Regions from separate parts of the Mus musculus genome. Here all the other regions are linked to region 2. The links are chromatin contacts, called in public HiChIP or PLAC-seq and promoter capture Hi-C maps. All regions are on one chromosome and are shown on one strand. The core of a region is the stretch at or near the end of the contact, and the rest is flanking DNA. Distances in the headings are between cores, read along the strand shown. Region 1 overlaps Samd12 (sterile alpha motif domain containing 12). Region 2 holds the start of Med30 (mediator complex subunit 30). Region 3 overlaps Ext1 (exostosin glycosyltransferase 1). Region 4 overlaps Samd12 (sterile alpha motif domain containing 12). Region 5 holds the start of Utp23 (UTP23 small subunit processome component). Region 6 has its middle 54 kb from the start of Ext1. Region 7 overlaps Ext1 (exostosin glycosyltransferase 1).

Region 1 (3,216 bases), core at 326-2,825, 970 kb before region 2:
ACCGACTGGCCTAATGTGTAAATAATTGCCATACTCGATGGAAATGGGCATATGGGACAAAAGAAATATGTAAGTTTTATTTCTGAGGCTAAGGACCTTGCAAATTAGGAAAAAAAAAAAACCAGCAGAACATTGATCTAAGAAAGTCACAGAATAATGAGCATGATAATATTAAAACTCAAACAGCATCATCTTGAGACTTAATTTCATAAAACTTAAGTGTATTGCCTATGTTAGAATAACAAGGAAACAGTGCTGTCATTAAGAAACACATGGCTGAAGAGCAAGTTTATGGTTCTTCTCTGAGAATATAGGTTGTTTCTACCACCCCAGGATTCCCTAATTCCTCTCACTTTTCTGATGTCCTTCATCATATTAAGTCAAGGTAGGCCTGAGAGTCCCAATCATTACAATTTACCCTATCACTTCATTTTGTCTTAATATTCACAATTCATTTTAAGAAATTTCTTCCTTGGTAATTTTCATTTGTTTTTAGTTTGATGGTAGCCACTCTTCCTAGGGCCTTCCTGAATGGCAGGTTCTAAGTGTATACAGATATAAAACTTCTTATTTATTCCTCACTTTTTTATAACATTATTAAATAAAAACTACTAGTATTCTTTCTTTTTGTTATTTTTTTAACATATAAAAACTTGGGAGAAGACAACTTAATGTATGTAGTCTTCAATGTTCGCCCATTAATTCTGAAGCATTTTACTGCTAAACTCCTATTCTTCAGCTTTAAAAAAAATTCTATTAATTATTTTATACATGCAAAACTTATTCACAGGATTTTAGAAGGATTGAAGACACTGTTCCCTATTTCCATTGAGAGTTGTACCCTGGTTTGCTCAATATATTAGGATGGCTTCCCCTCTGCCCTTCCTTTTGTCTTTTATTAGTTCAGTTGCAACAGTGACCTGGCTAAAATTGGCAAGTACTCTTGAATTCTTGGGGCAGACTCTTGGTTAGCTGCTGGGATCCTGACACAGGCAGCTGCTGGCTTCAGTGTTACTGTGGACAGATGTGATCAATCATGAGCAAAGCTCAGTCCCCAGTTCACAGAGCAGGACCTGGAGGTGGATGCTTGACAGGGATTGTGGTACGGTTTTAGATACTATTCACTAGAACATTGTTCCCCATCTAATCGTGTAACCCTGCAGTTGTCTCTGTTTAAGATGCTAGTAAGATATTGATATTATTATCAATATCTTTAGTGAAGAAAAGCAATAAGAGATCAACAAGACTTTGCTTTATCCAAGGATTTTGTCATTACAGGTCATTGGGTACCATGTGAAGACAGTGTTGCTGGGTAGTTCTGCTCTGATTACCTTGGCAAACACCAGCCACACTGCTCTGTCCTTTATCAGCACAGAGACTCTTACCTCCTATGTCCTTCCCAGTATACACTCAACATCTGCTTCTACATGTTGCTTTTTACTGGATGAAAATCAGGACCAGAGATTGCTAAGGGATCTGTGACATTCCATAGATAAAAGGGCCAGGTTTTACACACATCGTGACACTCCATGGCCTTTGACCCTCTGGCTTGTTTGACTGTCAGAGTGCCCTTGATCCCTGGGCATTTTGCCAGTGTGGTTATTATACATGACTGGCCTATTGAGCTAGGAAACATTCATCTATGCTTCTGTCTCCTTGATGTGTCAGTGCGGTTTCTCTATTTGCCTTGCCTTGGTGTCTTACATATTTCTCTCTGATATTTTGATCTATGAGGACTTGCCTTTGATTAAGGGTTCTGCTCCTTAACTGTTCGCTTTTACTTCCTCTATGAGAAGATTAGAGGTACCTCGGGTGACCCGACCTCTCTGGCATATTCAATCTGAGCTTTCTTTGATAGATGACCTAATAAGCCTTTTCTATGTCTAATTTCACTGGTTTTGTAAGACTGAATTATTTCTTTCTGTCGCCCTTCCTCCCCTGTGACTCCCATATGTTGCCTAGGTTTTCATAATTAAATAGAATAGACTGTTTAGAACTTCATCTTGAAAACATATGTTGTTTCACATGAAAAGACAAAAAAGTGTAGTTTTATATATCAAAAACATAATTTATAAAGAAGAAATCAAGGAAATGTAAAACTAGCTCAAGGAAAAACTTACTTAAAACTTGGACTGAAAGATCATGGAGGTACATTTCTAAGTGGCAAGGACATATTCTATAAATGGAACGAACCTCAAGGTGAAACACATCTGGTGGACATGTTATCAGTCTCCATATTCTTGGAAGGTATGTGCTCACAACTGATAGCATGGCATAACTCATTTAAAAGTCGAGTTCTTATAGATCTAATTTGCATGTCCTTATAAATTTTAAATGTTGTCATATTTTAGGTAAACCTCAGAAATGTAATATTACAATCCAGAAATGAGACATGGGATCCAAAGCAAAAGAAACCAGGAAGACCATTACCTTGCTATCAATAATAACCTGAATGAAGTGTGATAAATTCTAACTTTCAGCAGCACCCCATTTCTTTTTATAAATAGGGGAGGGGACTAGGAGCATTCCTTTCAGTTATATTGCTTCTGTTAGAGGCAAATTACAGAAATGGTTCAAGATGCCTTGAATCAGGATGGCCTGCCACTGTAAAATCCAACCCCAAACAAACAAGATCTGATGTTCCATTAGAGATTTATGATTTCAGACATAACAATTCTGTAAAGTCATTCCAAAGATGGTGTCTCCTGTTCTTCAGTTTAGGCACATTCCAAAGCTATTCTTCACTGTAATAGTGAAGTTGTAACATTTGACATCTTTATGTAGAGGACTTAATTTAACCAATACAGTTTTCATTGAATTCAAGCTGTTGATGTTATGGGAGCAATACATTTATCAGTTATAAGATGTTTTCTCAATCTCTGTTCTGTTTTTAGCAGCTGATCAGTATTCATTGGAACAAGCCCTTCCTTTGACAGGGCTGTCTCCTGACTTGTGAGGGTACATGTTCTTACAGCCACACCACAGTGCAGTGTGTGTTGATTTACAGATATTTTTTTTGCTGAAGGCATGTGTTCTGCTATGCTCCACTGCTCTGCATACAAAGAGTGACATTTCCATTGTAAACGCAAGCTCATTTCAATTGTGGAGAAGACACAGATTTCTGCAAGGTGCAGTGCTAAATCCCCATGCTACTGTGAGGCATATGACTTTTATTTATATCCAAGTATCTCCTGATGGAAAGAAAGTTATTATATA
Region 2 (3,514 bases), core at 37-2,536:
CATACATACATAATTCAGCTATTCCACTCTGAAATCAACTGAAACACATTCCCATACAAAAAAATCCATTAAAAAATTTTTGTCATTATTTACAAATTCGTTCATACAGATGAACGAATGCAAAGGCTGCCACGTAGTCACTCAACAAATTAGCAAGAGAAAAAAATAACATAAGTATATGCTGAAAGAACCTGGACCAATAGAGCTCACATGCTATGTGATTCTTATCACATACAACTGGAAAAACACTAACACTGGCTCCCTGGGGATGGAGGCAAACATGCCACGGGATGCAAGGAAACTTCTTGGATAACACTTGTTTTCACTCTTGCAACTATGATAAGGTCACAAGTATATTCCTAAACATATGCCATAACTTTACATTTGCACAGCTTACTGTAGTCTAGTTAAGTCTAGAAAGGGGTTACACTATTGTCTGAATTCTTCAGCTTCGGGGCATCTCCTTCAGGAGAAATTTTGCTCTAAAATTTTTAAAGTAATTTTAAAAAGCAAGTACAGCGTGATCCATTTGAACTTTGAAAAGCACGATGGGGTTGGGGGACAGATATGCTTGTGACACTTCTAGCGGTAATGAGCATAGCTAGTATAGGAGTCGCCTGGGGTGGGGGAGAGACGCATGCTGGGTAACAGTTCTGGGGAAAATAGGGGTGACCATGTCTGGAATCGCTCATGTCAGATGGCAGACTCATGCTGGGGACATTGGCATAACGGGGTGTCCACCCGTCGTAACCCTGAGCAAGAGATAGATGCACGGTGGGGACTTTGGGTATAAGGGGGTGTGTCCATGCCTGAGGGTTTTCCAGGGCGTGAGACAGACACATACTGGGAACCAAGGGTGTAAAGCAGGATGGCCAGCCTGAGGTCTTCCAGGTATGGGGTAAGGAGGAGGTGGGACCTCCACACCTGCGGCCTCTCAGGGCAAGGGGATACACGCTGAGGACCTGGGGTGTAGAGGCGACCCGGCCACCCTGAGGTCGCCCGCGGAGGCCCGCTTTCACCAGCTCTGTCACCCCAGGCGCCCACCTGCATGTTCCTGAGCAGCTGGAAGATCTCCATGGTGCGGTACACGATGTCCTGCACGGTCTCCTGCCCGATGCGGCACAGCGTGGCCGTGTTGACCTCGCGCGCGGCCTGCTGAGCCTGCGGGCCGCCGAAGGGCCCGGACGCCATGCCCGTGGGCGCCAGCGGAGGGGTGGACATGGCACCCCCGGCGGCTCGGGTCCGGCGCGAGCCCACTCGGCCGATTTCAAAAAAGCGGCGCCACTTCCGCCCGCCGCGATGCAAGCGCTGTACCGGAAGACTGGCGCCTCGCGGAGCCTGACGCGATTGGGCTCCGCAGTTGGGAACGGTAAGACAGACAGGAAATTACCCAATCAGAAGTAGAGTTCTGCCCAGGGGGCGGTACCAGTGATAGATGGGGTGGGCTTTCCCAGAGTTCTGTCTGTGCCCTAAGTTGTGTGTCTGGCTGGTTCTCTGCTTCTGTTGGGTTCTTGCAGAGCATTCTTTCTCATAACAAACCTATGAGACATGTCTAATTACAGATAGGATGCAGGTTCAGAGGGCTTGAACTAGTTGTTGCACTGGCAATCTTCTGTTCAAAGTCAGAAAACATGATTTCTGTTCTTGTACGCTTCTGGGTAACAAGAAACCCACCACCAGGATTGCTTTTGTTCCCTGTTTGAGTATTTTCCAAGTTCCTCTAAGTAATACACCTGTAGACATGCACTACTTTCTGATTGTGAAACTCCAGTAATAATCCCTCCCCAATGTACATCTGAAATTGCAGCCCCAGATACTTCTCTGCATTTCCCATACATGTCTACAAAATATTAATATGTAAATTAGACACAGTAAGACATTAATGGTAATGTAAATATAGCAATATATTACAGTTACTCCTAACTTGACTGTGCTAACTATTCCTAACTATGCTGTGCCCAGGATAGAAATAGCATAGTAAAAAGTTCAGTAGAAGCTGCCCTCATAGAGAATAAACATTAATTACTGTGATGACTGTGTTAGGATGAGAGCCCAAGGTCCTGACGTCAGGGTGCTCTTTAGTGGACCTTGTACAAGATGAAGGGAGTAAATCTGGGTCTTAAAAATAGATGAAAATGGAGCACTAATTACACCCAAATTGTAGCTTTGGAGACCCAGAAGCCATCACCAACACTTGAGGGAATGCTTTTATTATGGTGAGTATTGGGAAATATGATAGAAGACAGGTAAACAATGGAGGATCTAAAACCATGTAAGGACACTCTGACTGAGCGACAAAGCACATCATAGAAGTGTTTCAAGGAGACAGATCTAAACGTGAAATCTTCAGGACAGATTTAACTGGCTGTTCAGTGGAGAGAGGCTGGTGAATGGTGAGTGCTGCTTCCCTCCTCTTGAAGTTATTGATGCAGATGATCTGAATTAGTGAAGGACTCAGTGGGCGACTTGTTAGCGAAAATCTACAGAACCTGATGTTGTTATAGATGGGTGCATCTGGAGAAGAAGGAATAAAGAGAGCACCTACTTGTGACCTGAATAAATGGTGGAGCTTCTGCCATATCCAAAGAGAGGGAAGAAAAATCAAATTTCAAAGAAGCAGTTCATTCTGTTGTTTTCCTAATGCCTTGATAAAGCATTACCCCAAACTAACATTTTTAGAGCTCAGACACCCAAACCAACTTCAAGGTGGTGGCATGGCTGTGTTCTTTTCTAAACTACCAGGGACTTTCCAATATCTTGTCTTTTCCAGTTTCTAAGGGCTACATGCATTCTGGGTCTTACAGTTCCTTATTAGCTCAAAATGGATTTCTACCATATTTGAGGTCACCATACATTGCTACAAAAAGAGGAATTAGTCTTTGACCAACATTTATGAGAATGGAAAAAAATAGATCAAAACCATTTCCCCCTCAAGGTTCTCTTACAGTGAGTGCTACCTCTGCTTTTTTTCTGCTTCTCCCTTCTCCAGTCAAGGATCTTATGTTTGTGTTAAAATGACCCAAATAATTCAGGCTACCTTCTGATTTTAAGGTTAGATGTCCTGCAACTTCAGTTCTATTTACTACTTTAATCTCCAGCCTCCTTGTCATGTAATACATATTCACAGCTTCAGAGGATTGGGAGGTAAAAATTTTGGGGAAAGTGGCTGTGGTGGTTTGAATATGCTAGGCCCATAGGAAGAGGCACTATTAGGTGTGGCTTTGTTGGAGTAGGCGTGGCCTTGCTAGAGAAAATGAGGCACTATGAGCTTTGAAGTCCTATGCTCAAGCTCCATCTTTCATGGAAGAAAGCCTCCTCCTGGCTTCTTGTAGAAGACAGTCTTCTTCTGGCTGTCTTTGGATCAACTTTGTCTTTGGATCCTTCTCCAACTCTATGTCTGCCTATATGCTGCCTTGCTTCCTACTATTGTTACTACCTGCCGCCATTCCAAACTAGTGGTTTCAGAGGGATAAAAGCAGATAGGGGTGGTGGCTGGAGCACCAAGCTGAGAGTT
Region 3 (3,394 bases), core at 514-3,013, 560 kb before region 2:
CTAAGAGCTCAGTGGCCAGTACACCTGAGAAAGCTTCAACTCAGTAGAAACCCACGGGGCAATAGGAGTCTGCTCTTCCAGTTCACATTTGTGTAAGTGAATGCTCAGAGTAGAGATGGAAAGAGATAGCTGGAGGGAGACCGTCAGACAAACAGAGAGACAGACAGACAGACAGACAGACAGACAGACTGCCCAGGCAGTAGCAAACGCTCAGAAGATGGACATTAAGCCTGCCTCTGCGCCTGCCTCTGGGAGAGACTTGACTTTTCCATTCTTGAAACCCAAGCATCTTCCACTTTTGCATGGTCTTAGGAAGTCGTCCAGCACATTAAATGAGCTGTCTCCCTAATATGGCTCTGTCCACTGAAGACCGTTCAAACCTAAGCAATCTGGGTTTGTAAGTTGATATCACGACTCACACTTTATGCCCCCACCCCCCCGAATATTAGTTCTAAGTACTATTTACAGCTTCTTTCCTCAAACCTTACCACCAGGAAGTCACTTTGCCTCCCCCTTTGGGCCCAAGTACCTTTCTGGAAGCCCAGGTCCTTGCGGCTCTGTGATAGGTTATTACCTCAAGTGATGTGGTCACCAAGAAGCATGTTGTCTGTGTTCCAGAGTGAACCATGTAGGGTTCATTGGAAAAGATCCTATTCAGAAGTGTACTAATGGGTTGTTGTACGTGCTGGACAGTGTCCATACAATATCAAGAATCCGTGACTTACTATATTGTCTGTAGATGCTAACCCTAGTGCCCAACCTGTTATTTTTTGGAAAGATGAAGGAACCAGAAGAACGAAATGAAATGTTCTAACTGTAACAATGCCCATGACAGAGCTGCCAGTCAGATGACAGTTCGCTAACGACTAATCTTCAATGCACCTCTCCCCCTGTGGCTTAGCATGGGTCACATGTCCAACTAAAGTTATGATGATGATATATTGATTCCTGTCTCAAGGGGATGTGTCAAAAGTTTAATTGGTCTGCTAAACACCTGCAACCGAGGCGAGTTTATTTTATTTGCTTGATTTCAAAGAAAAACAGAGATAAGTTGAAAGCAAGAAAGCTTAGAGGTTGTTATATTGTTTTACAGTCAGACATAAATAGCATACTAGTAACTGTGTGTAAATAAAAAATAATTTCAAAGGCTTGTTTTTATCTTGGACTGCTAATTAAGCCAGTGACTTGGATATGCTGCTTTCTCTTACAGTTTTGCTCACTGCCAGTATTGAGCCTCTGGACAGGGAAATATGAATTATTTGGGGGGCAGGTCAGGAGAATTATCTTAGCAGTAACTGTGAGGTTCCTAAGATCAAAGATCTTGACAGTGGTCCTGGTACCTCTCTACCTAGCCTCACAACTGGTACCATCTACATTTACCCTGTAGTAACAGTGGTGGCTGGCAATGCTTATTGTAACTGCAGCATTGCTGGGCTTAGCTTCTGTAACTTGTGACAATGACTGCCTCCCCTCACCCCACCCCCATCCTGACAGTGTCGGGCCTCCATGATTTATGACAGTGATTGTCAGGGACTCTTGAAGGCCATCCAATTTGAGGATCTAGGTTCTCGTTTCTTGTCACTTCTGGCACATTTGATGGATTCTTGCTATCAGCTGGCATGTTTCATAATTGTCAGAACTTTGATTGAAGTGGTATTTTTGCAAAAAAAAATTATCAAAGAGTTATTTAAAAAAAATACTCCTTCACCACATTTCCTCACCTCTGTGCCCAAAACTGCTTTGTGTGAGGTTCACAGTCCCATCATTTACCTCTCTGTGACTTGCTGACCTGGCAAAACGGTCTCTTCACTCCTCTTTTATAGTCCTGTGCCTTGTATTTTGCTTGTTTGAGCCTTTTCTCCACCACAGGATAAAAGCTTTTGTAAGCAGCATTACCGAGGCCTGGTACAGTGATTCACTCCAGTAATCCCAGACCTTGGGAGGGAGATCAGGAGTCTGAGGTCAGTTTGAGGATAGCCTGGGCTACATGATACCTTGTCAGAAAACAACACTATCAACTCGAAAGAGAAACAAAAGCAAAGCAAAACAAATCGACAAAACCAGAGCTAAGCAAAGGAGAGTGGCACCTGGGAGGAAGTTGCTCAGCTCTCCTTTGAGCAGCCATTTAAGGCAGATGTGGGTGGGGTGGCACTAGACGGTATCAGGCTCCCTTCTTATCTTAAACCTGGTGTGGTTTGTTCTGCTTCTGTTTTTCCCCCACAAGCCAACATTCTTTGGCTGGAATGCCTGTTCTGTAGATCTCTGGCTGCCATTGCTACGTAGAAATCTGCCCCTGGACTTTGAAACTCTACTCTTGGGGAAGCCACAGAAATCAGCCAGGGGCCAGGAATAGTTCTAGTCCCTTCACACAGGAAGGAATGCTCCCTCTCAATGCTGAGTATCTTTCCTCTCTCCCTCTCTCCTCCTATATGTCAGTCTTACCCAGTGCAGGCCGGCCTCTAAACTCTCAGTGTAGGAAGGTTAGGGTGAGTGTGAACTCCTGATCCCCCTGCCTCCACCTCTCATGGGATTATAAACATTGCCACTATCCATCCACCTTTCATTTCCCTCTTTCTCCCCTCTTTCTCCTCTCTTTCTCCCCTCCCCCCTGCTCCCTTTTCTGTTTTTGAGACAGAGTCTATGCTATAGTCTAGGTCAGCGCGGGACTCACTGTGTATCCCTGGCTGGCCTCTAGCGCATCCTGCTTCAGGCCTTTCAGAGAGTAGCCACCTCCTCTCCCTTCTCTGTGTGCCAGGCACAGTAACAGGAGGTTTCTCCTCTTGCTTTAATTACACAGCTTCTAGATCTCAGTTTCTTTTCTCAGAAGCAAACCCTGTTAGAAGTCCTTTTTTGTATTTGGACGGAGGCAGCTCCATGCATATATAGTACCAGCTCACATCCATCTGTGGAAACACACAAACACACTGACAAGAAGATATGGTATACACTCATAAACCTCCACTTTTACTCTGCTCTTTAAACACCCAGTCTCTAGCATCTCCCTCCTGTGCTTAGAGGAAGAGGTCTCCTGATGTCTCCTCCAATGGCCAGGCCTCCTTTCAAGCTTCCTCTAGCCCTGTTTGTTCTCCCTTCTGCCTCAACCCTCTAGTCTCCTGAGCTGTTGTTACTCAGGCAAGTGTGTCTCAAGCCCCTTGCCCTGGATGCAGTGTCCTGGACTAGTTCTTGATAGCACTGATCAGCAGAGTCTTTGTGGTAAGTTAATAACTCTGGGGTGGAGAGATGGAGCTGAAGGCTCATGGAGGCAAAAGCTGGGTTCCATACCCACAACCTTCAGTGGAAGGAAAGAACCAACTGTTCAACATTCTTTGACACGTCTGACCTGACATGTGTCCTGGAAAGAGTTATGGTCTATTCTCAGGCTCTCAACTCCTCT
Region 4 (3,309 bases), core at 182-2,681, 790 kb before region 2:
TGAGTCCTTTGGTGGATTAATCCCAATAATCCAATCATGTTAATTAATTTTAAATAGTACCACCAGCTGATACCGGAGGCTTTAAGAGGCACTTCACAGCAGTAGGCTTAGGGAAGTTAAGCAACTGACAGGAAATCCATAGCTCAAAGGTGGCAGCATCAAACTCAGTGCTCCTTTCTTTTGCATGCTTGGTTCCTCAGCAGCTGAACAAAAGGACAATGCAAATTCCTGACTGTGCTCCAGCATCTTCTTGCCTGACTTTCTTAGTGGGTCTACAGATTTCTGGTTTGTTTTTTTTTTTTATTTGCCACCCAAATGAAGCCTGGAGGAAGGTTGCAGTCTCCCAAAGTATCCCTTTCCATCTTAAGAGCCAAGTCTAATTCTGTGATGAGACTCTTCTTTTCTATCAAACGTCTTACTAAAGATGGCTGTCTTGTATACTGCTTTGCATTGGCACAAGTCAAAATTGCTTTCAACAATCCTTCTTTATCGTGGTGCAGAATACTTATCAGCCCAGGCAAGGTTTTTCTCATAATCGTGTTTGTAATAATCCACTATTTCATATTTATTTCATCAGTTTCAACAGTTCACCAGAACACCTATAATCTTAGATCCAGTAATCAACTGTTTCTGAATTGCCCTTCCTAAACAGGACTTATACTTGGTAATTTAACTAGAGAATTTCAGTGTTGAGTGCCATTCTTCCACGGATAAGGCAAGTGCTACTATTGGGGTTGTCTTTAATTCTTATTATTTAGTAAATTGAACTGGGTACCGTGGAGCTTTAAAATGCAGGGAATAATTGCTTTAATGATATGAAGGCTCCATGGCTGCTGGCTTCCCCAGCCTTCACCAGGATTTGCTTATAAATGGGATGTTGTTACTCAGTGGGGCTTTCTTCTCTGATATTTAATAAAACAAATATTGTTGCAGTATGTAATTTGTGGCAGAATCAGTTAAGGCAATGAAGGCGTTGTTGGATGCAGCCTATTCATAACTACCAACTTGCCCTAAGGAATTACAAAGTGTTTGACGTTATGCCATGGGCTTTTTTTAATTTCACACCAACCCTGAGAGGTTTGTACAGTTGCTGTCCCGTTCGTGGGGGCCTAAAGAGATAGCTTGTATTATGACGTACACAGTCTTGGCTAAGAATGCCTGCCTGTAATTATACATTTGCTACTTCTTTGCAATGTCTTCCCAATACAGTTTGTTTTGGGAGTCCGTTTGTTGTTTGTTTGTTTCAGAACACAGGAGGGAAGGAGGGAGAGAGGGAGAGAGGGAGAGAGGGAGAGAGGGAGGGAACAGGGAGTTGAGAACAACACTTAATACCTTGTGTGGAGTAAAGATAATCCCAGTTGGGCTGTGCAGCCTAATGTTTATTTGCCTGTTTCCCAGGTAGCTCTCCTGACACTAATCACCAGTCAGGAATGTCTTTGTTCCTGTGCTCCCCACCCCTCCGCCGCCCCTTTTCAAACACCCTAACAGCTGAGAACACAGCTCTTAGATACCTTTCCTTCTGTACCAGGACTCACATTTAGTTACCCGATGAGACGCTACACTTCTTTATCAAAGTGTTTCAATCCTACTGACAAGATGATACATGTTTAAAAAATAGATTTATAGCAATCAAGTCTATTTTAAAAGTTTATAATATACATGCTATTTCTTAATGGAATCAGAACGGCATCTTATTGACCCTAAATTTGAGGCTTATACATCTGAGACAATTGAATAGATTTCCCTGTAAGGGATGGTAGAAATGACAGCTTGCTTAGATAATAACTCTGATTATCAGAAAATGGGATGAAATTCAAAACTGTAAACCTACTTGGAATTTAGCAGCCAAACAGTGAACTTTCAGAAAATACTTATGTAAGAAAACGTGAATTAAAATCAATTCTTTCTAAAAAAAAAAAAAAAAAAAAAAAAAATTTAAATTCTAAAAATGGCTGTCCACAAAAAATTATAAATCTTTAATGTTTCAATGATAACTAGATTTTGTGTTTATTTCATTGTCCTTTGAACCCCTAAAACGGAAACAGAAGCATTCGCCATATACAATATATTGTATATCATTGTATCTATTGTTTCATTCAATAAATATTTCTTAAGTGCTATATTAGACTTTTTTGTGCAACAGAGAGAGCAGCAAATAAGACCTACTTGCTTTCACAGAGACATTTTAACTGGGGAAAAAGTTATGAGCACAAACCTCATGGAGGCATGGGGAGGTGCTCAGTGGGTAAACTGTCTTTTATACAGGCATAATACCTGAATCCAGAGCCTCAGATCCACGTGAAAAGCCAGCCAGCCCCGTAAACACCTAGAACCCCAGCACTGGGGTGGGTCAAAATAGGCAAATCTGCAGAACTTCCAAGCCAGCCATTCTTACTCAATCTGCAAGTTCCCGATTCAGTGAAAGACTCTGCCTAAATAACTAGGGTGCCAAATGTTAGCGGAAGGCACCAGATGTCAACCACATACACACATGTGTACTCAGACGCACTTGCATGTTTGGTGTGTGAACTTTCTGATGACAATATATATTTTGACAAACATAAAGTCAGGAAGGAGGCTATACCTTCTTTTGGAGAGAAAAAAAAAATGTCAGGGAAGGGCTATCCAGGCAAAAGGTGTGGAAAAGGGTCCAGGTGCGCTTCCAGATACAAACTTCTTGCCAAAATATAGATTGAATGTAATATTTTCCTCGCTGCGTGTTTCGTTTAACGCCATCCCTAAGTAAAACCAGAGCATCTCACCAATGGGAAAGAAAAGCCACACCTAATGGCTCTCATGTGCAATTCCAGTCTCTTCGCAGCTACCTCACAACCTGGGTGACACTTTGGCATCCTCTCCTTAAATACTTATGTCCCCTTGACAAACATTTCACTATTTCCCAAATGCATAGGGTTCCCTTGAAACCATTTTTCAACATTATAAAGAGTCTTTATTCACAGATCTGCAAGCAGGTTATGTATGTCCTAACCTGGAAATAATTTTGATGATCTGTGAGGTTTCCCTGTATCTTCTTTCAGCTTTAGGAGGGAAAGGGAAGTACTGTTGGATATATTCCCCCAGAGCCAAGCTGTAACTCAGATACAGGACTCATTTCTCCACATTCACCTGGAAGCCCAGGAAGTCCTCATATAAGACACTCCGGGAGAATGGAGACCTGAGGTCCACATTGCTTAAAACACTTCTTCAACATCATCCCACATCTACAGTCTATAAGTGGGAGATGTGGGATTTAACTATACATATTTCAGGTTCCAAAGCCATCTTCATTCTTTTTCTACTAATGTGCCC
Region 5 (3,740 bases), core at 551-3,050, 840 kb after region 2:
CAGCTCCTAAGGCTAAAGGGATCATATTTAAAAGTTTGTGTGTGTTGGGCTGGGTGATGGTGGTGCCACACACCTTTAATCCCAGATTTCAGAAGGCAGAGGCAGGAGAATCTCTGAGTTCAAGGCCATCCTGATATACAAAGTGAGTTCCAGGGCAGCCAGGGATACACAGGGAAACCCTGTTTTGAAACCATCACCTAGACTCCAAAAAAAAAAAAAATTTTTTTTATGTATATGTGGGTGGTTAGCTGTAGAGGCCAGAAGAGGGTGTTGGAGCCCCTGGAGCTGGAGTTACAAGCAGTTGTGAGACCCCTGACAGTGATGCTAGGAACCATCTCAGGTCCTCTGGAAGGGCAGGAAGCATGCTTAACAACTGAGCCATCTTTCCAGCCTGAGATTAAAACTTTGAGGTTATCTGCAACTCGGAAAGAGCATTACTTAAGAAATTCTAAATGTGGAAGGCTGTTTACTGCAAAGTAGAACATGAACAGCACACGTCACGGCTTGACTCGGACAAATGTATAAAGAACACCTTAACTGGCTATTTGTAAGCTGTAGTTGAACTCAATTTATTTACTTAAATAAATATTCCACAAAAACTACTAAAATTCTTATTCATGGTCTAGCTTCAGTTTACCTTTTCCCTATTTTCATGTCCCATAATATTAGATATAATATATATCTTCAAGTCCCAAAATTAAATATGGTTCAGGCATCAACCAATTCTATTTGTTCAAAAGTTCTCTAAAACAATAACATTACTATTTCTATCATTGAAAACAGACATTTCCTCCTCAGTTCTAAACAAGCCTCAGAGGGGGTCGAACATCGATTCTATGAGACCTTTTAAAATAACCCCCACCCGCACCCCCCACGCCCACCCCTCTCACACACTCCTGCTCCCGGGTGTGCTACCCTAGGTGTGCTCTCTTACATGAAGTGAGGAGGCACAGATGTGGAGTGAAAAACAGCCATCAGGAGTTGACTTTACAGCCCATGAAGGCTAAGGCTAGGCCTTCGTCTTGCCCACTAAGGTGTCCTCAGGGTCTGGAGCAGTGATTGCCATTTGGTTGGTACTTTAAAAATGGCCTTGGGTAAAGTTTTTAATATCTCCAGCCTTGACTTCTTTTCCTAGGAATTGAAGATAAAACCTCACTGGCAGTTGGAAGGCTTGAAAACCTTTGGGTTATAAGTAACAACCGCCACAGAATGGGTGTTAGCTTTTGGATGTTGAGAAATGTCCAATGTAAATGATACCTCACGTGACTTTATATCAACTTTGAAGAAGTTATGCTCTCTACAGCTACACCATTTCTTGCCTGAGACCACACAGCTGGTTTTAATTGGAACCAGAAGTCCAAGTCAGGTCCACATGTTACCTGTTCTGATTTTTCTCAGAAATAACTGAATATTCACAAGGCACAGTACCATCTGCCTGACTTTTCGGTCAGTCGCGGCCCAAGGTAACCGACTTGGTTGGCACCGTGGAGAACTCTGGGCCACACCCGCGACCCCGCCCCGCAGACCCACCTCGTGGTGCACAGCTGGGTCTCTCCCATAAGGTAGCGGGGCAGCTGGTCCCGCAGCTGGATGCGACCCCGCAGCGCCGCCTGGCAGAAAGTGCCATCCAGAAGGATCTGGTAGGGCTCGCGGACTCCGAAATTGTTGCGGAAAAAGCCGAGATGCTTCTTGGCGTGTTTCTGCCTGGTGATCTTCATGCCTGTTTAAGCCACCGGACTCACCGGCACCAGCCTCACTTCCGCACTCCTAGAAATTTGTATTTCCCGGAACGAAGCCCCTTCGACCCGGAAGTACACTCCCTTATTTCCACAGCCCGCCTCTCGGATTCTGTAGTTCGCAAAGGAACGACCACTCCCACTTCCTAGCGCGAGCTTTAGGGGGCGGAGCTTTCTGTGCAGAGGAGCCTCGGAGTGCGCAAATTGGCGCAGGTTGGCACATGCACACTCGCGAGCTGGACTAATAGTCCTTGCTTTGTGTAGCTCTTTGCCTGACACTTAGGAAGTCTCTAAAAGACTAGTAATATGAAAATAACTAATTATGGTACCATTGACCCAGGCACTTTGTAACTTGCCATTCACTATGTATCATTCCCAAGAATGTTTTTAGTTTCCAAGTGAAGAAAATGAGCCAAGGTTGGACGACCTTAACTTGGGAGGTTTTGCTGGTCTTCAAGGAAGCAAAGGGCACGTGGTTCCTAAGCGTCTGGAGCTCACACTGACTCCTTGATGTTCACGGGTATTTTACAACACCTTACGAATGAACTGATTCTATGGTAAAAAGGTGTTACCCAAATTGACAGCACAGTCTCTAACTCATCCTGGAGAACCCAATTGACATAAATTTGCTGGTTGTGGTGGCGTACACATCTTTAATCCCAGGAGGCAGAGGCAAGAAGGTTTCTGAGTTCCAGGACAGCCTGATCTTCATAGTGAGTTCCAAAGCAGCCAGAGTTACACATTGAGATCTTCTCTTGGAAAACAAATAAACTAAACAGCCAAATTAATATTTAAAAAAAGGATTTCCATAGTGTGGCCAAACGGAGGTGCCAGTCATTATGACAGTCAATCTCTGAGGTCCTGAAGTGAAATTAAAGTGTACATAGGTAGCCAGGGACATGAATATCTAACTCATTGGTTCTCAACCTGCCTAATATAGCCCTTTAATATATTTCCTCAAGTGTGGTGTGTGTCAATCATAAAATCAATTTCATTGCTACTTCATAACTGTAACATTGTTGCTGCTATGATTCATAATGCCAATATCTGCGTTTTCTGATGGTATTAGGAGACCCTGTGAAAGAGTCTTTTGAACCTCAAGGGCTCAGGACCCACAGGTTGAGAAATGCTGAATTCTAACCAACCTTGGTTAATATGTGGCACTGTCCATCATTTTTTAAGACTTTGGTCCTACCCTGGAAGGTGTTCTAAGAAGGCATTAAGACTGGGAAATCTCTTTCCCAGAAGACAAATTAAATTCCCTCTTGGTGTCAGGCTCTGCGTCTTTTCCTTCTTCCAGCATGAAATTGCCATTTCTTAGGGTCAGTTGTTTCAATTTGAGGGACACGAAAGAATATCTTCAAGTTCTGCTGGGCCAGTTACAGAGCCATTATTTGTATCTTCTCATCCCAAAGCCAAGCCTGAGTGCCTCAGTGTTTTAGGAGAATTTCCAAGAGTTTCATTTCCCGAAAGTTTGTTGAGTTGGAGGCCTGATCTCAATTTCATAGACGTTTTTCTGTCCGGAGTTTCTAACATAGGAAAAATACATACTGGGTTAAAATTGAAAGACACACACACACACACACACACACACACACACACACCCCTAATTTAAATACTTTCGAAGTTACTTAACCAATTTAGTTAAATGAAGACAATGAATAAGGAGTTTTCAAATTTGATTAACTGTGTAGGGTATCCACTCTAAGGTAAAAGAATCAAAGACTGGAGAGTATGGAGTTTGCATTTTTGTCTCTGGCTGGAATCTGTCCCAGATCTAGTCTTGGCCAATTTGGCCAAAGATTGAAGGAACTTTTTTTTTTTAATGACTTATAATGTGATTGAAATGTATTGCTTGCATTTGGCCCTTTATTTCAATTTATAGGTTTATGGAATTGAACTAAGGTACTCTATAAAGTCAGTCCTGACCTGAAACCCAGTACTACCATGAGATGGCTGCTTTCATTTAATGGAAAATAAAATTAGGGGTTTGAAATCATGAGA
Region 6 (3,622 bases), core at 326-2,825, 690 kb before region 2:
TGTGCCAGGAATGAGTTTCCTCTTATAGAATGGGCCTTACACTCAACCATACACCCATAATCATGCTACTACTCACTCTCATTTTATAACGTACATGACATTACATGTCTGTGAAGAAGATTGCCTGATCTCATACTATCAATCAATAATTGGACAAATATTCCAAACCCGATGTTCTAGTCCTAGAGTCCACTCATTTTTTTATATAGCAATTCATATTCTATCCAAGGATGTTTATTTGTACTTATTTTTAAATGTATATAGAGCCACTGAAATTTCTCCTAAAACAAAGGCTCATATGGGAAATAAGTGGTTTTCCTAATTGACTGAGATACTTTCATGTACTTTCAAGACTCTACAGAACACAAATGAGAATCCCAATACAATGCAACTCCCATATTTTGTGGCTAAATGCCTCAGTCATAGAGAAAACACAGGGTATATGTGAGGAGAAACAGTGCAAGAAACAGAATTTGATTGTAAGTCCCTTGTTTAGTGTGACAATGGTCTTATGGCATGAGTGGAAAAGTCATGGATTGAACCCAGGGCTTTAAACTAGTCATGTAAGTAAATGTCATATTTTTTTAAAGATTTATTTATTACATGTAAGTACACTGTAGCTGTCTTCAGACACACCAGAAGAGGGCGTCAGATCTCGTTACAGATGGTTGTGAGCCACCATGTGGTTGCTGGGATTTGCACTCTGGACCTTCGGAAGAGCAATCGGGTGCTCTTACCCACTGAGCCATCTCACCAGCCCAAATGTCATATTTTTAAGGAGAAATTAAGCAAGAATATTAGCTATGTGGAAGATGATGTGTGGGTGATAATAAACTGATAGATAGGTAGATGACATTTTACTATTATATATATATATATATATACATACATACATATATATGTAAGATAGAGAAATAGAAATAATATAAGGGGAAATTAAAGTATTGGAAATGAAAATATATTCCTTGATAGGAATATAAGCAGGTTAAATAATTGAGAAGAAAAATTAGGAAACATAAAGATATCACTATAGAAATTAATCAAAATGGTGCACAAATAGACCAGAAATAATTTCTAAAGGACCAGAGAATCATGTAGGTGAGGGACAAATACTTAGTCAAATATCCATATGTTTGTAAACTCCAAAGGGAGGGCTGGTGTCCTAGTGCGTGTAACCTTGTATGTGTTACCCAGAGCTGTCTGATCTCGATTCTGGTTATGCCACAGAGAGAGAGGAGGAGGAGGAGGAGGAGGAGGAGGAGGAGGAGGAGGAGGAGGAGGAGGAGGAGGAGGAGGAGGAGGAGGAAAAGCAATAGCAGTATCACCTAGAAACCAGGGGAGGGGAGGGAGCAGTTACCTTGTATCGTCAGTGAAGACAGTAACAACACCAAAAGGATTGTTAAGAGAAAACAAGACTCATACCGCACTAAATTACATCACAGGAGACTTTTATAATGAAAACTTTGAGACAAAAAAGGGGAAATGAAATTCTGCAAGAAGTGTACAAGAACGCTTGTAGAAAAAAAAAAAAAAAAAAAAAGCCACAACAGTCAACATGAGAAATGAAGCTCTGCTGAAGCTTTGGCTGGGGGTGGGTCTTGAGCCTGTTAGGAAAGTCATAACTGCTTCCCATGTGAAGTCAGCCTACAGCAGCAAAGAAACTAAAAATAGAAATGGCTTTTGCTTGGCGTTGATTTGGGGCAGTTTTATTTGTTAAACGGCTGGAAAACATGCAAGCTAAATGTGTTTAAACAAAACTAGTGTCAGAATATTATCGACTAAAAGAGGAAGAGGAAAGAAAAAATCATAAGAAAGGAAGGATTGCTTTGAGGTACGTGCTGAAGAGACAGCCTTTGGGATTTAAGCAGTTTCTCTAGATGACTTCGGTGGTGAGCCAGCAATGCCTCTTCACTTCCTGCTTGATTTGTGCCCCCTTTCTAGCCCCAAGCATAGAGTAATTGCTGACGGCTAAGCATGCCTGGTTTCTATCCACTTTCCGCTAATAGTTTTCAGTTATTTGCCTATTCTTTATGTCATGATTTGAGAGCCAAATTTTTATTCTTATAAGCCAAATAATAAATGTGCCACTATATTAGTTTAAAGACAATTAGTGGATATTGTTCTTGGTTGCCTACCATAAGTAAGTGGTAAGACTCCAATGTTGAAAACACCACTCACGGTGGTTACAGGAGATTTAAAAAAAATCAATCTCAGAATGACTCAGAAACTTCCTTCTTGTTAGCCATCATCCATTCTAATAGGAGGAGCTGTGCAGGTAGTTGTCGGAGAAAAGGCATTGGTAATCTTCCCAGCAAGGGAACCTAAATGCTAGAATATTAACCAAGGACGACATATGTGTGCTCTGATACAGTAATGGCACAGCAGTTGTGGAGTTAGCCAACAGTTTTGATTGCATTTGAAGCCTCATCAAAATAGGGAATTCTCATCTAGTTTTGTAAGCATAATTACTCAGAAGGTCATGAACACTATGTGGGGAGCATATTATTGTTTGGGGGGTTATTTGTTTGTTTGTTTTTGCCAAATGGTCATACTGTCCAATTGCCTTTTAACTATGTTTATACTCATAGAATAGTGGTACTCTCAGTGAAGGTCAGAGAAGTGTCTTTTTACAGTGTTCAATAGTTAATAAACAGACCCATAACTGGTCAAAGTGTTAGCAATAACATGGCAGTCATATCATCTGAACTAAATGGAACTTTCATATTAGTTCCCTCTTGCAGCCCTCGTCCACCACCCAAAGCTCCGGAAACACAGAGGAAGCCGAAAGAGTGGCCAAGCAGAAGGGTGATGAGGAGAAACGCTGCCTGACAGATCTGAAATGGCATTTGCACTCATGAAATCACAGGAATGTGGTTGCCTGCATAAAAGCAAACTAATCAACGTGGCAGCATGGATAGGTGAGAGGCTTATGAATATCTACCTATAGACGAGGGGCTGGCCATTCGCGGTTAATGACTGCTGTGGGAAGAGGAGTAATTTTTCTCTACAGGTTTCTGTTAGGTGCCTGTGTTCTGGTGGATAGCCTCATACTCTAAAAATCTTTTTTAAAAAATATGATAATAATTGAAAGGGTTAGAGCCAGGCACAATGACACATGCCTTTACCAACACTCAGGAGACAGATTCAGGCAGATCTGTGAGTTCAAGAGCTGACTGGCATGCAAAGGAAGCTCAGGGACAAATAGGGACATTGTGTCTAAAAACCAAAACAAAACAAAACAAAATAAAAACTAACAAATCATTAATTTTTTTAAGTAATAACTACATCTTTTCCAATTTTGTTAAAATATATAAACTTGCACATCCAAGAAGCTCAATAACCTTGAAATACATGGAACATAAAATGTCTACACTGAGAAATATTCTCCCAAATTATGTTAAAATTGGGAATATTGAGAATAGTCTTTAAGGCAGCTAAAGGAAAATGACATGTATGTACAGAAAGGGGTGAGGATAAAGATAAAGATCTCGTTCCTGGAGTACTTCAAGATAGAAAGCAATGGAGAAACATTTCTTAAGAAACTATTTTTAAAAAGCTGGGCAGTGGTGATGCACGCCTTTAATCCCAGCACTCGGGAGGCAGAGGCAGGCAGATTTCTGAG
Region 7 (3,742 bases), core at 287-2,786, 600 kb before region 2:
GAAATTATGTACTTCCGCTTGCTAGTCTCCCCATCCTGCCGCCCCCCCCCCCCCATCGGACCCGTCACCACCGCCTGCTTTTCCGCGGGTGCTGGAGAGTTGGTCCTCATGCCTGTACAACAAGCGCTCTACCCTGCAGGCCCCGTGTTTACTTCTAAAGTAGCCCAGTTTGGGTTTTGTGGCCTTTGAGGTCGCGGAGCTCTGTGTTAAGGGCTTCTGACTTTCCTTCAAGGACCTTTTGGGATTGTGTCATGTTTATTTCAGGGTTATGTGTGTCTGCCCTGAGCCATGCTAGCGGGGAACGGATAAATCTAAGCCGCAGTCTGAAGCATAACCGTGTGTTCTTGTTCTCTCCTCCCCATAAACGATGTAAAACTACATTAATAAAACCCAAAACCACCAAGAAAGGTAGAACATTTGCCGCCTGCTGTGCAAGTATCAACTCGGCTTTCAAAAGCTTACTTGTTCCCTATAAGTAAGGAGCAATCTGAGTTCTTAGTAACACGGTTTAGTGTACGGGGCTACATGGCCTGTCCTTCCTGTTGCTTCTTTAGGACGGTCCACCAGCCTTTCGGAAGGCTGGCGTGTGAGTAGCGGATATTGCACACATTCTGAAGGTAGGAGGCCTGGAATGAGTTAGGGCTAGCTTCCTTTATTTATCCTTCCTTCACTGGGCTTAGCCTGGTCTCTGCAGCCCCCCAGCCTGCATGCTGAAGATTCCCTTGCGCATCACTGGGAAATCTGTCGTTGATTAGATTATTGGATCTTCATTTTCTTCATCAGGATGGTTTCAAGACTTAAACCAAGTACAGCAAGATTCAAAACGGCAACCTCCGCCACACAGACCCAGGACCCTCCAGTTGAGGGAATGTGCTTTCGAGAGACGAAATGCCCCTCAAGGAGTGTAGGGTAATTGAAAACCCACCCTTTGAGCTGTGGTTTATTGTGGAAGGGAGGAATGAATGGCACCAGCGTCCACACCTACTAAATACTTATTAGAACCCCGGCAGCCAGCCTTCTTGAGCTCGAGGTCCTCTGGAGCTACAGTTTCATCCATTTCCAGTTGGCCCTGTGCTGTGACCCTCGGCCATTTTTTTTTCCTTCCATTTAACACAGTTATAAAGGGATTTATGTGCTTTCTTTCCATTAGAACTTAGCAAGGCTGCTGTCATGAATATTTAATGGCCAGGACAGTTTGTTTTCTTTTGCTTTCTTTCCCAGCCTCGCAGCCGTGGGTCCCCCTCCCCCTTCCTTTTGGAGCAATGTAAATATCTTGGCCCCTCACCCTCTGGAGGGATCCCTGAACAACGCTGGGCTTACTGAGTTCCGAAGGAGTCTGGAGGGAATCTCGCCTGCCCCCTACCCCCACCCCTGCTCATGCCCCCTCCTCCCGCTCTCCCAGGACTCCCCAGCAGCTGGACGGTGGGTGGGTGGGTGCAGTGCACGCTTTGAGGTCCGCTGCGAGGTCTGGCACCGGGCTCAGCCTCTCTCGGTCGCTGAGTGCTCCTCCCAGTTGTGCTCTGCCTCCAACTCCTCAGCCGCTCAATTCCTTTGAACTTCACAGCAGCACAAAGGCCTCCCCGAGACTTAGCTGGGGCTCCCTCGGATGCATTCCTGACACTTCATGGGTCGCTGCCTCCTTTCTCTTTGTAACAGGGAAGAGGGCGAATGTCTGCGACAGAAAATGACTTTTGAAGACGCTCAAAGATTTACCGTGTCTGGAGCAACCCCTGAACTTTTGTGATTATCGTAGAGAGACGCACTTTCGCTATTGGTAGATTACGCCCCAACCTTCTTCCCCCGAGTCCCTCATCCTAGCTTTTATTTAAGGAATTTCTCCCTCTCATGCTGAGACCTTCTCTCAGTGCCCAACCCCCATTCTGAATTTCTTTTTATTCCTGTGTGCTTTGTCTACCCTTGTGTGGGAAAAGGTGAGGCTGGGAGAGGGGGCTCAAGGAGGAGAGCTCAAGGGTTAGCGGAGAAGAAAGGGTCCAGCTTAGAACCTTGTCTGCTGCCAAAGAATCATACATGCCTGGGCTTGCCCACCTCAGAAGTCTTTCAAAGATTAAACATGGAAAGACTCATGTTTGATACCGCTCTTGGATATAGTAATTGCTTAATAAACGTTAGCCATACATTATACAGTTTTTAAGCCATTTTTTTCTGAAATTCTTCAGTCTGATCCAATTTTATTTATTTCGCTTGTGCATTACTTATGACCGCACATGTTCCCGTGCACAAGTGCATGTGCTAACGTGGAAGCCCTTGGTCAAAACTGGGCCTCTGAAATTGCTGTTGACTGTACTGCTTGAGAGTCAACAACTCCAGTTGAACCTGGAGTCAACGGATTCTGCCCAGTTGGTTGTTGATATTCTGCTCTTTTCTCCTCTCTAGCTCTGGGATTACAGGAGGTTTTAATAAGTAGGTGCTGGGCCTACAAATTGAGGTGGTCATGCTTGGACAGCCGGCACGATGCTATGCTTTGTTTTGTTGAACCAAGTCCTCTTTCTCCTTGGTGCAGTTTTCACTGACAGCCGTCCCTCCTGCTCTCTCTTCCCGACTCAGAAGGGTGGACTAGGCCTAACCCGTCTCCTGTCTTGTCATTGTAGCTTCTAAGCTAGCGCTTCACTTCACTGTCTTCTTGGTGAAACGGAAATGTTTTAAATTGGGTAGCAGAAGCAGACATGTGTGGAAGTCCTGTTTGTTTGTTTTGGAAAGGCCAAGTATATGTGTATGTATGTGTTTTTACAGAGAAACGTTACAAACATTTTGCAAGTTGAGAAACAAATTCTGTAGGCACCTCCTGTGTTATTCTGACCATAGGTTCTTGTAGGGCTTGTGTTTACCTTCATATAAGGGTACAGTGGAAAAACCCTACTGGGTGAGGTAAGCCACTAGCCTTAGGTACAGGAAGGGCCATTGAAAGCACAGAATGGGAGCACAGGTGAGATCTTGTCAGGGAGGCGTCGTTCAGGGTGAACACTGAGGAAAGCATTTCTGGTTACGTTTCCCTGAATTCCTCTGTGTGTGTGTGTGTGTGTGTGTGTGTGTGTGTGTGTGAGCACACGTGCATAAGGACGTTGTAAGTTAGCTTCCGATTTTGTTCCTAAGAAACCATTTACCTTGGTCATTGTTTTTTAGTTTTTCAAGACGGGAGTTTTTCTGTGTAGCCCTTCTCTTGGAACTCTGAAGACCAACTGGTTTGGCCTCACACTCCGAAATCTGCCTGTCTCTGCCTCCTGAGAGCCTCCGCCACTAGGTTCCTTTTGCTTTTTGAGGCAGTATGACTAGATCCTAGTGAGCCCCAGGGATCTCCTGTCTCTGCCTCTCCAGTACAAGGTTCTAAGTGCGGGGCGCCATACCTGGCTTGACATGGGTGTGGATGTTCTATGCTGTGGATGGAGCAGGCTGAGTTAACCCTCTAGCTCTTTGTAAGTGCTCCCTTATCTTTGATGCTCTCCTACCTCATTTAAGTCTCCCTAAGAGACCTAAAATTCAATTAGCTAGCTGATGTGTATGTAAACTTACGTCACAGTCCATGGCATACTTAAATCAACTAGAATCTCTTCATTAATTTCTACAAGGATTATTGTATGAATTGGTTCTTTGGCCTATTGGGTGGAATATTTACATATGTATATTTAAAAATCCTGAATAGAGTTTCTCCCAAGTTCTTAGCTGGATGGGATAACCATTGGATTCTGCCCTGAAACATAGTACCACGCACATAAGACTTCAGCCT

The links. Promoter capture Hi-C pulls out the DNA fragments that hold promoters and counts their contacts. HiChIP or PLAC-seq counts read pairs in DNA pulled down with a chosen protein or histone mark.
Region 1: an H3K27ac HiChIP or PLAC-seq map of a colorectal cancer cell line shows a contact between it and region 2, with 13 times the contacts expected there. The contact joins the enhancer-like site here to the promoter of Med30 in region 2. A contact is called at or near these places in 15 of 39 promoter capture datasets (the 3T3-L1 cell line, the C10 cell line, HPC-7-derived erythroid cells and 9 more), 3 of 15 datasets of contacts at CTCF or cohesin (the NIH/3T3 cell line, large pre-B cells and pro-B cells), 3 of 484 Hi-C or Micro-C datasets (bone marrow-derived macrophages, brown adipocytes and myocytes), 11 of 115 datasets of contacts at active chromatin or transcription factors (astrocytes, bone marrow-derived macrophages, cardiomyocytes and 8 more) and 3 of 9 other capture datasets (adipose tissue, liver and macrophages).
Region 3: a contact with region 2 is called in an H3K27ac HiChIP or PLAC-seq map of extraembryonic endoderm stem cells. The contact joins the enhancer-like site here to the promoter of Med30 in region 2. A contact is called at or near these places in 3 of 39 promoter capture datasets (the 3T3-L1 cell line, liver and pre-B cells), 3 of 115 datasets of contacts at active chromatin or transcription factors (extraembryonic endoderm stem cells, memory CD8 T cells and trophoblast stem cells) and 1 of 9 other capture datasets (liver).
Region 4: an H3K27ac HiChIP or PLAC-seq map of epiblast stem cells shows a contact between it and region 2, with 4 times the contacts expected there. The contact joins the enhancer-like site here to the promoter of Med30 in region 2. A contact is called at or near these places in 5 of 39 promoter capture datasets (embryonic stem cells, hippocampal neurons, liver and 1 more) and 4 of 115 datasets of contacts at active chromatin or transcription factors (bone marrow-derived macrophages, embryonic stem cells, epiblast stem cells and 1 more).
Region 5: a contact with region 2 is called in a promoter capture Hi-C map of pre-B cells, with 4 times the contacts expected there. The contact joins the promoter of Utp23 here to the promoter of Med30 in region 2. A contact is called at or near these places in 1 of 39 promoter capture datasets (pre-B cells), 2 of 484 Hi-C or Micro-C datasets (CD4 T cells and regulatory T cells), 1 of 115 datasets of contacts at active chromatin or transcription factors (astrocytes) and 1 of 9 other capture datasets (liver).
Region 6: a contact with region 2 is called in a promoter capture Hi-C map of liver, with 5 times the contacts expected there. The contact joins the enhancer-like site here to the promoter of Med30 in region 2. A contact is called at or near these places in 9 of 39 promoter capture datasets (the C10 cell line, embryonic stem cells, hippocampal neurons and 3 more), 4 of 115 datasets of contacts at active chromatin or transcription factors (bone marrow-derived macrophages, embryonic basal ganglia, large pre-B cells and 1 more) and 1 of 9 other capture datasets (liver).
Region 7: an H3K4me3 HiChIP or PLAC-seq map of forebrain shows a contact between it and region 2, with 4 times the contacts expected there. The contact joins the enhancer-like site here to the promoter of Med30 in region 2. A contact is called at or near these places in 3 of 39 promoter capture datasets (hippocampal neurons, liver and maxillary cranial neural crest), 1 of 15 datasets of contacts at CTCF or cohesin (the NIH/3T3 cell line), 5 of 115 datasets of contacts at active chromatin or transcription factors (bone marrow-derived macrophages, embryonic limb bud, forebrain and 2 more) and 1 of 9 other capture datasets (adipose tissue).

Annotation. Positions count from the first base shown.
Region 1 is chr15:53,678,635-53,681,850 of GRCm38.p6, reverse strand. All of the region lies in intron 3 of Samd12 (sterile alpha motif domain containing 12), which reads left to right. Among named protein-coding and RNA genes, the nearest start is that of Mir28c, 66 kb to the right of the region's middle. Within about 2 kb of position 1,575, at least 12 of the 459 cell types and tissues checked have an H3K27ac peak or open chromatin away from gene starts, as enhancers often do. A contact at or near this core is called in a colorectal cancer cell line, liver and second pharyngeal arch cranial neural crest, where this site is marked.
Region 2 is chr15:52,710,217-52,713,730 of GRCm38.p6, reverse strand. It overlaps Med30 (mediator complex subunit 30), which reads right to left and starts at 1,286. Exons shown (of 4, transcript NM_027212.2): 1 at 1,045-1,286. The coding sequence starts at 1,221.
Region 3 is chr15:53,265,905-53,269,298 of GRCm38.p6, reverse strand. All of the region lies in intron 1 of Ext1 (exostosin glycosyltransferase 1), which reads left to right. Among named protein-coding and RNA genes, the nearest start is that of Ext1, 79 kb to the left of the region's middle. Within about 2 kb of position 1,763, at least 95 of the 459 cell types and tissues checked have an H3K27ac peak or open chromatin away from gene starts, as enhancers often do. A contact at or near this core is called in extraembryonic endoderm stem cells, memory CD8 T cells, pre-B cells and 1 more, where this site is marked.
Region 4 is chr15:53,500,668-53,503,976 of GRCm38.p6, reverse strand. The region is part of intron 4 of Samd12 (sterile alpha motif domain containing 12); the gene reads left to right. Among named protein-coding and RNA genes, the nearest start is that of Gm23200, 110 kb to the left of the region's middle. Within about 2 kb of position 1,431, at least 17 of the 459 cell types and tissues checked have an H3K27ac peak or open chromatin away from gene starts, as enhancers often do. A contact at or near this core is called in epiblast stem cells, where this site is marked.
Region 5 is chr15:51,875,501-51,879,240 of GRCm38.p6, reverse strand. It overlaps Utp23 (UTP23 small subunit processome component), which reads right to left and starts at 1,800. Exons shown (of 3, transcript NM_030132.5): 1 at 1,531-1,800. The coding sequence starts at 1,718.
Region 6 is chr15:53,398,429-53,402,050 of GRCm38.p6, reverse strand. It overlaps a transcript of Samd12 not described here. Among named protein-coding and RNA genes, the nearest start is that of Ext1, 54 kb to the right of the region's middle. Within about 2 kb of position 1,575, at least 80 of the 459 cell types and tissues checked have an H3K27ac peak or open chromatin away from gene starts, as enhancers often do. A contact at or near this core is called in bone marrow-derived macrophages, where this site is marked.
Region 7 is chr15:53,308,950-53,312,691 of GRCm38.p6, reverse strand. All of the region lies in intron 1 of Ext1 (exostosin glycosyltransferase 1), which reads left to right. Among named protein-coding and RNA genes, the nearest start is that of Ext1, 35 kb to the left of the region's middle. Within about 2 kb of position 1,536, at least 183 of the 459 cell types and tissues checked have an H3K27ac peak or open chromatin away from gene starts, as enhancers often do. A contact at or near this core is called in adipose tissue, embryonic limb bud, forebrain and 2 more, where this site is marked.